Regions from separate parts of the Triticum aestivum genome. Here region 2 is linked to region 1. The links are chromatin contacts, called in public Hi-C maps. All regions are on one chromosome and are shown on one strand. The core of a region is the stretch at or near the end of the contact, and the rest is flanking DNA. Distances in the headings are between cores, read along the strand shown. Region 1 has its middle 67 kb from the start of LOC123138126. Region 2 holds the start of LOC123138126 (homeobox-leucine zipper protein HOX16).

The links. A called contact is a pair of places that touch in the nucleus more often than the background predicts.
Region 2: a contact with region 1 is called in a Hi-C map of leaf, with 6 times the contacts expected there. The contact joins the promoter of LOC123138126 here to the enhancer-like site in region 1. A contact is called at or near these places in 3 of 5 Hi-C or Micro-C datasets (all in leaf).

Annotation. Positions count from the first base shown.
Region 1 is chr6B:576,296,171-576,300,585 of IWGSC CS RefSeq v2.1, reverse strand. No RefSeq gene overlaps it. Among protein-coding and RNA genes, the nearest start is that of LOC123138126, 67 kb to the left of the region's middle. Within about 2 kb of position 2,630, at least 7 of the 8 cell types and tissues checked have an H3K27ac peak or open chromatin away from gene starts, as enhancers often do. A contact at or near this core is called in leaf, where this site is marked.
Region 2 is chr6B:576,362,225-576,367,100 of IWGSC CS RefSeq v2.1, reverse strand. It overlaps LOC123138126 (homeobox-leucine zipper protein HOX16), which reads left to right and starts at 2,151. Exons shown (of 4, transcript XM_044558032.1): 1 at 2,151-2,760; 2 at 2,888-3,035; 3 at 3,126-3,365; 4 at 3,457-4,289. The coding sequence starts at 2,919. The coding sequence ends at 3,996.

The DNA.
Region 1 (4,415 bases), core at 1,381-3,880:
CGTCGTGTTTGCGTCGGCGGTTCGGTGGGCATCCAGACAAGGCGGGCTCTGCGTCGATGAACCGGTCAAGGACTAATCGCTACTACTAGGTACTCCCGGAGCCATGGGGCGGACGGAGGAACAGGAGCAGATAGTGGGGTCGCGAGCAAGCGGTGCGTAGGCAACGGGCGCATCTGCCACTATCCATCGGCGCTTTCCACCAGGAGCCGATCGATTCTGGCATCCTGCTGCTTCGGCCATGTTCCGTGTCCCCCATCCGACGCCCGCACCTACGTAGGGACCGTCTCCCCCGGTCCAGCCTCACATCGCTGGCCGCACCCAGCCCCGGACGCCGCAGTCGCTGCCCCATGAGCCCATCAACCGTGCCATGGCCGTGGGTGATGCCTGACGCTTACGGGATGGCTTGGGCAGCGGTTTCAGTGCACGGATCTGTTCGATCATTCACCTTCACCGCCACACGCGTGGTCTGCTTCTCGCAACTTCTCCACTCACTGTTCTACTACCTTCCCTACGAAAATTGTATCGTCGCGTCGGGCCCTTCGTTCTTTCCAACAGCTGACCTACCGCCATGTGTTTGTTCTTCTCTACTTCTATCAGTTCCACACTTCCACTTTTGCTGCTAACGCCTTGCACAATGCAAGGTGCTTAAAAGAGGTGCTTGAAGAAATAAACCAGACTTTTTTCAAGCATCAATGTTTATTTGTACAGGATAGACGCTTAATTAGACGTCTCTTCTATAGAAATAGGCACCGGTCTTAAAAAATCTGGTTTATTTTTCTAAGCACCTAGCATTGTACAAGGCGTAACGCCCAAACTAGCATATGGCGTTTCGCTACAGCTTGTTTGTTGAATGTATCGTTTGGCGATGTCCACCCCAATCCCCATTCGTGAACAATTCTGTTGTCCTCGAGAGTCAGTCTTGGACTGCTTCCACTATGCAGTCATGCCACTCCTTTACACGATCAATCATCAATATGACATGTAGTTGCGGTGGTTTTGACCCGTTGAAGGCAGTTTAGGGTTAGTTTTTGTGGAGCTGGAGGCAGCTTTGCTTCGACAATTTTTTCGACAACACCTCTAGAGGGGCTGGGGTTTCTGCTACAAACAAATTTGAATGCCCTATCCTCGTCTCTCCTAGTAGTCCAGGCCCATCGTCAGGCTCCACTGCCGTTCTTAACTATCACCTTATCCGTAAAAATACTAATTATTCTGCATCTATGAGAAATCCAGTCGAATAGATCATACTCCCTCCGTCTAGATGAGTAAGTCATCTTACGAAAACCAAATAATCCCAAAATACTTAGGCACGGTGCATTAACTTTTACCTCCTTTCTTGTTTCTTGACATATCAATCAATAAGAGATGAGGGGTGTGCATTATTTTAATGATTTGATACTACCAAACACGACATGCAGTGGTTAGCTCATTGCATGCAATGCTATGAATTAGCAAATAAATATTAAGGTCTCTCGTTTTTCCCTCCTCCTTGGTCACGGTACACAACCTAAGATGATTTACTCACCTAGACGAAGGGAGTAGTTAAATTCGAGCACATTAGTAAACTGCTAATAGGACCGTCATCGTGCGTGGTAGGGCTTGGATCAAGCAGTAGCGACCAATTCTTTCACAGTAATGTAGCTAGGCAATTGTTTCATTCGTCCACGTGTGTTCAACCCACCCAATGGACTTCCACAATTGCTCGGGGGATTAAATAACTCCGTGTGAGAAAATGACTGCCCCGCCTCATACTGTATACTACCATTGACTATATAGTACTTCCTTCATAAAAAAGTAAATAAGATTATTTATATATAACTGAAGTAGTGATCTAAACGCTTTTATATTTATTTACAGAGAGAGTATGTATCACTCTATTTTTTTGTATACTGCATACCATGTATTCATTGCTTGTTGTTCTACTGATACGTAGCCTAGGCACCTTTCATGAGAGAGGAACGCTTTCACAGTCCACGTGGGCCGTGGCAGACCGAGCATTCTGGTTAATATCCTACTTCCATTTCAGAATAGAAGGTATATTGGTTTTCATGCAAGTCAACCATTTGATATTTGACAAAATTATAGAATAAAAAAAACATCTGCAATACCTAATAGATAAAATATGAAGCTACTTTTCATGATGGCCCAAATATATAAATTTCATATTGCGAGTACTACACTACCAGATTGGTATATCTACTCCTACTGTATCGATGGCGACACTCGTGGTTCCTCCGACAAGCTGTATATATTAGCACATGAAAACAACCGCATATGGCAGTACGAGCAATAGAATTCGATTCAGCAAGCATCTCTCTCCATCGCAAAGGAGGAGGGAAGAGGTAACCAATTTGGCCGTTCCGACCGAAGCGCCGCCCATATATCGCCACGCACGTCTCGCGCTTTTGCATGCTCTCCGTGTGGTAACCGGTGCGAGCCCGAGAAAAATAATGGCATGGATGGATGCTGTCAAAAAAGATGACACAGGCTGCACGCGACGCGATCGATCGCAGAGGAACGCGTGCGCACGTGCGTGTAACGGCGTAAGTTGTGTGGCAGCAAGCGGGACACGCGCGGAGCGGAGGAGGGCAGCGTCGTAATTTCGTCGTCGGAGGAGACGCCGGGCCCGGCGGCGGCCGGGTCGCCTGTCAGGCTCTGTCACGGACGTCTTGTCTTACGTGCACCACGTATGCGGGCGCGGGGCCCACCGCCGTCGCGTCGAAGGCGGCACCATGGACCGCCGGATGCGCGCGCGCGCCCACCTGATCTTCTGCGCGTCGCCTTTCCTCCCTCGCTTTCATCTCCCTCTGCCAGTTGCCTGCCTGGTTTCATTTCTTCGCCGCTGGAATGATGCTGGGATCCGGCGAGAGATCAGCATTGAGCACAGTGCTAAAGGCGCTTTGCCGATAAAGCTCGCTCTCGCCACCACAACAAATCGAGTACGAGCATCCCTTCCGCCTCCTAGACCGTTCAGCAGTGCAGGTGGTCGCCCGAGGTTTACGGTTCCAAATTTTACTCGACCACGATCGAGCCGAGCCGGGCCAGGCCGAGTCACCTTGGTCGACGACGATTCTCCCGGCGGTAGAGACATGCCGGCGTAGTGCGTGCACGCGCGATACGGGGCCGGATCCAGATATTCCGTGTGGCCGGCGCGGGAAGCACGACGGGCAGTGGGCCTCCCCAAGGAATGAGTTAATACCACTATTGATACATAAACTTGTAGGGATGGAAACAGTTTCATACAAGAACTAAAAAACCCCACAAAACTAGCCCTCCAACTTGTCTGCTGTAACAAATTTATACAAAACCACCCCGAACTGCACACGTGGCACGCCATGTAGGCTCTGTCGGGTCCGGATCACATTTTTACAAAGAAACCCTCGCGCTTTAGCAATTTCGCAGACAAGTCCATCCCTCGACAGAAAAGCACCTGGTCATCGGCCCTGATGCAAACCCCTTCCAAAACCTTTCCCTTCTGCCCACGTCCCCTGTTCCTCCTCATTTCTGCCCGCTCCTCCTGCGAGGCGACGCCGCCGTCGGCCTCATCGGCGGCGACACAAGGCGCCATGGAGCCGCGGCGTAGGGAACCCGACGAGTTCCCTCCTGAATACGGTAAGGACCTGCTTATTCGCGCTTCCCCTGTTCCTCTGCTTCCCCTGTTCCTGCACTCGGCGCACTAGGGTTGTTCGCGCTTCGTGCTCGTTGCGCCGGTCGCCGTTGAGGGTGGCAGAAACATGCCCATCGACGTCGAGCTCCTGCCGGACGTCGAGCTCCTGCCAGAAGAGGTGAAGGTTGAACAAGAAGAAGAGGTGAAGGAGCCACAGCAAAACAAGAAGAAGGCGCCTCTGAAGAAAGAGGTGAAGAAGGTGTGCCGCTCCATCCGCCTGCAGCAGCTCAAGAACTGAAGAAGATGTAGAAGAGGTGAAGATGCAGAAGAGTAGTTAGGTATGCTGATCTATATGTTGGCATATAAGTTATCTATTTTGAGCAGTCCATGTTGAACTGCTGTATCTATGGCAATCTGGTGTTCAAGTGCTGTTGAACTGCATGTTCTTCCCTGCCCATGTTGATCTGCCCATGTTCTTGTCTGCTTATGTTGTGCCCATGTGCACACATCCTAAAATAGAATGTACTAGGTGCTCACTTTGTGCCAAATATGCCAAGTTGTACTACCTGAAGATCCCTGGGCCCCTTCCAAATGGTTAACTTAACTGAAATTTGCAGTGTTAAGTTAACTGAATTTTGCTTAAGTTAACTGAATTTTGCTTAAGTTAACTGAATTTTCATGTCAAATAAGAGAATCATTGATTTCAGTTAAGTAAACAAGCCACTGATTTCATGTCAAATAAGAGAATTTTGCAACAAAAATTTTCAGTTAAGTAAACAAGCCACCGATTTCATGTCAAATAAGAGAATTT
Region 2 (4,876 bases), core at 902-3,401, 67 kb before region 1:
AGTATAGTTATGGCATAGATGGTTGAAAACTTGTACTAATACTAGTAATTGAACTAGAGTAAGTATGATGGAAACTGATTAGGATGTATGTACCTAAAAAAAAGGGTATGTAGCTCAATCTGAATGTAGATAACAGCTAGACAAATGTCAATTGCAAAGAGAGCTGGTAGGGTTTCTAGCTCTGTTTATGCAGTGGCGGAGCTAGATTTAACCTAGTTCATGTCTTTACAGTTTGGATAAGAGAAGTGGTACACATCTTCAGCCACGTACCTCTAATTTGACCCCTCAAATGCCCACGGACACGCCCAGTCAGTGACCAGACGTGTCCGTTTTGAGCCCCTATTTATTGTCCGCACATCCATATTCCTCATTTTCTTCCCTATATGTGCGGTCACATGCATGTGATTGGTTGAGATGAAGAGGAAGAAAGAAAACAAGGAATAAAGAAAGAGAAAAGGTGGTTCGGATGGGGACGCGTCCTATGTGGCGGACTGACCGAGCGCGGCCGGGCGAGGCCGCGAGCCCTCATATCCTCTCCATATTTGAGATGGATATGAGGGTTCGCGGACAGCCCGGGCATATAGGGATGATATGAGGAGTCCGGTTGGGTCAACTTTTTGCTACTTTTCACTTCTCTCTCTTGTCCGGTAAGTGGTCCCCGCGCCCGCCCGATCAATTCTAGGAGTCCGGTTGTAGATGCTCTAAGGGGGGGAAACACCCTAGAGTGCAGACCAAGGCTCAAATAGCTAATTGTTTTGGAATTGTAGTTGAATGCGTAACGGACTTTGCTATGTGGTTCTTCGACGACAAGGAACATGTGTTTGGTTTCTTAAGGAACTTCTATATTTCCCATCATCAAAGTAAGGGAAAGGCGGTGACCCGGGTTCGAATAAACTATATGTCATGTTAGGATCTAACGAAAAGCTTTAATGAGAAGAGAATCTACATTGACACCACCAAAATTGATTCTACTATATCCATATAGAAGTTAAAGCATGCCAGTCAAATCTTAAAGATATGTAAAAATTTGTTTAAATAACTCAAATGAGAGAGAGAGAGAGGTTTTGTAATTAAGGTACTTATTTGCTAAACATAATTGATAGATAGTCCCAACGATGAAAAAATAGATAGAATGCACAAGGTACAAACCTTAGACTCTAGCGATGGGGTGAATATTGATAATGCTAGACCTATGAACCCGCTACGAACTCCCTACATAAATTTCAAATCTACTCTTCTCGCCCCCCCCCCCTCTGAATTTCAAGGGTGGGCCCCGTCGCTCCTCCCTATCCAATAATACTGATCGACGTTGCTGCTTACGTAAAACACGTAACAAAATTTACGTAGGTCTAGCATTACCCGGGTGAATACGACCTCATGCTGGTATATTCAACATGAATTTGAATTTAACAAATTCAACATATTTATCCCTAATCTTCACCACACGAAAATTTGATTCGTTGCCGTGCTTCTATTGATGAGTGTGGGTGCCCATTTACCTGGCCATGGGCAGCCCGACCCGGGCGGCCCGACCTGACCCAAAAAAGCCCGACCGACCTTGCCCCTGGCCAGGCCTGGGCCCGTCGTATTCGCAATTTAAGGAAGAAGGTCCGGCGGGCTTTTTGCGTGATGGGCCAGGCTTGGGCCTGATTTTTAGACCCGATGGCCGAGCCGAGCTCGGGCCTAGGTTTATTGTGCCGGGCTTTGGTAGGCCGGCCCGGCCCGACAGATGGCCAGGTATAGTGCGCATATACTTGCGTACGCACGAGCGTGTGTCTTTTTATTATCACAAGAATAAACTCAACACATGAGAAAAGAACATGGTTCCAGCCACAAAAGATCTTGATAGCATAGAGAGCCATCTCCAACCTCCATACTATGTAAGGTCATTTCCAGAAGGGAAAAAGAGCACACTGTAAGTTCTAGGTTTGACAAGAAAAGAGGAAACACCTTGTAATTCCTATAACTAGGAGTACATTTTTTACCTTTGAGAGCAAAAGATCACATCAGAATATCAAGATCAGACACCCGGCGTCCAGCTCCCGTTGGTTCCGTCTCGATCCTCCGCCAATTCGTCCCACCCACCGCTGCCACCAAGGGACAAACTCGTCAATCAACACCGCCCTGGCGCCTATAAGAAGGCTCCTCCCCATTTCTTCAAACTTTAGCCGATCAGTGTCCTCCACAAGAAAAAAATATACTATAAGCAATAGAAAATTGGTTGTCCCTCGTTAAGAAAATCAAGAAAAAGATTTCCATTTCTTCTTGAGCTCCCTTCCACCACCAACCTCTCCTCCGGCCGGCCGAATTGTCCCGCTCTGGTTTGCGTCTTCTCCGGCGAGGAAGTAGCTAGGCCTCCCACTCCTCCTGTGAGTGGTCTCCTCCCCGCAGGCCTGAGGAGATCTCTCGGGACCTCGGGACTGGGGCGTGTATGATGGGGATTTCGCTTATGCCGATGAAGACGCCCACGCGGCTTCTGTGGAGCACCAGCTTCTTCCGCCACAAGCTCGCCGCCATGATCGCCTCCTCGTCCTGCTTCTTATAAGAGCCCCTCCGCCGCGCAGCAGCTGTATATATACGTCTTTTTCATTTGATTTCGCCCCCCGTTCGATCGACAACCAACGCAACTTCTTGAAGCTTTCTCTGCGATGGAGCCCGGCCGGCTCATCTTCAACACGTCGGGCTCCGGCAACGGACAGATGCTCTTCATGGACTGTGGCGCGGGCGGTATCGCCGGCGCGGCCGGCATGTTCCATCGAGGTATCATATTCTCATCCCCTACTAGTTTTCTCGATCCCGGTTGTTTGGTTCGTTAGGCAAGTAGGAGTAGCTTTTGTGTGGAGACTGGAGAGTGATTGGTGTACTGATTGGGGTTGCCATGTTTGAGTGATGAAGGGGTGAGACCGGTCCTCGGCGGCATGGAAGAAGGGCGCGGCGTGAAGCGGCCCTTCTTCACCTCGCCGGATGACATGCTCGAGGAGGAGTACTACGACGAGCAGCTCCCGGAGAAGAAGCGGCGCCTCACCCCGGAGCAGGTGACAATTCGTTGCTACAGTAGCGAAGATGATGCTCTGTTCATCCGAATTAATTCTGACGGTGCATGCGCGCCACGCGTACGTGTGTAGGTCCACCTGCTGGAGAGGAGCTTCGAGGAGGAGAACAAGCTGGAGCCGGAGAGGAAGACGGAGCTGGCCCGCAAGCTCGGCCTGCAGCCACGCCAGGTGGCCGTCTGGTTCCAGAACCGCCGCGCCCGGTGGAAGACAAAGACGCTGGAGCGCGACTTCGACCGCCTCAAGGCGTCCTTCGACGCCCTCCGCGCCGACCACGACGCCCTCCTCCAGGACAACCACCGGCTCCGGTCACAGGTAATCAAAGTCAACCACACTTCACCACCGGCCGGGCACCGTGGCTTCCGCTGCTGAGTTTGATTTGGGAGATCCATCTTTGTGGCGTCAGGTGGTAACGTTGACCGAGAAGATGCAAGATAAGGAGGCGCCGGAAGGCAGCTTCGGTGCAGCCGTCGACGCCTCGGAGCCGGAGCAGGCGGCGGCGGAGGCGGAGGCGAAGACTTCCTTGGCCGACGCCGAGGAACAGGCCGCGGCAGCGGAGGCGTTCGAGGTGGTGCAGCAGCAACAGCAGCTGCATGTGAAGGACGAGGAGAGGCTAAGCCCGGGGAGCGGCGGGAGCGCGGTGCTGGACGCGAGGGACGCGCTGCTCGGGAGCGGATGCGGCCTCGCCGGCGTGGTGGACAGCAGCGTGGACTCGTACTGCTTCCCGGGGGGCGCCGGCGGCGACGAGTACCACGAGTGCGTGATGGGCCCCGTGGCGGGCGGTATCCAGTCGGAGGAGGACGACGGCGCGGGCAGCGACGAGGGCTGCAGCTACTACCCCGACGACGCCGCCGTCTTCTTCGCCGCGGCGCAAGGGCACAGCCACCATCACACGGACGACGACGATCAGGACGACGGCCAGATCAGCTACTGGATGTGGAACTAGGCTCGCGCACGCATCAAGAAGCGTGCGTGCGTGCGCCGTGTGGAATCGATCAATTTCGTATATCAGTAAAAAAATCGTGGCGTTTTGTTTTCTCTCCTTGTATGCTTTCCCGCTGTAATGTTGGGTCGGTACGATCGACCAAGTTGTATGCGTATGCATTGTAGTACGAGTTAGGGTAATATATCGGTGGTAAAATCTGTCGTGATGTACGGGAAATAAGTGCACGGAGTCAAAGCCTCATTTTTATGGCACAGTACATCATGTCATGTCAAATGAGATTTGATTTTTAATCATCTACTGCTATGTCGTCCGAGTTTTGTAAGATCAAGCCGGCCCCATTCTCCACTACTGTACGTGCGCTCATGGTTTTGTTGTATTTTTGGCCTCCCCAAAAATATGAAAAGGCCATAGATGCAAGGAATAGTACTATGGAAAGGTTCTATAGCATTTCCCACGTCCATAAATTATGTCATATTTTTCGGACCTTTCAACAAAGAAACCACCCTCCAAACCTTGGCATGTTTTTTAAGTTGCTTTTCCATTTTCGAAGTCCAGAAAATATTGCAAACAATTGGGTTTATGGAGAATTGTGAACCTTGCGAATTCAACAAAACAACATGGGCGGCAACCTATCTCAAAGCCTGTTAACAACAGAAAATACTATTGAAACTTGGGTATATTGTTGTTGTTGACCGATTTTAGGAAGTTTTAGGTTTAATGTGGACAATGAAATAGTTCAAGGTTCAAATCGAACTTGGCGTCGCGGTTCAGCGTTTTGAAAACATTTTCTTTATTCACTTATGGAGCAATCATCCTCCTCACCTAATTTTGTCTATGCATCATACACCACGAATCTGCACTACGACGCACACTTGCAGTC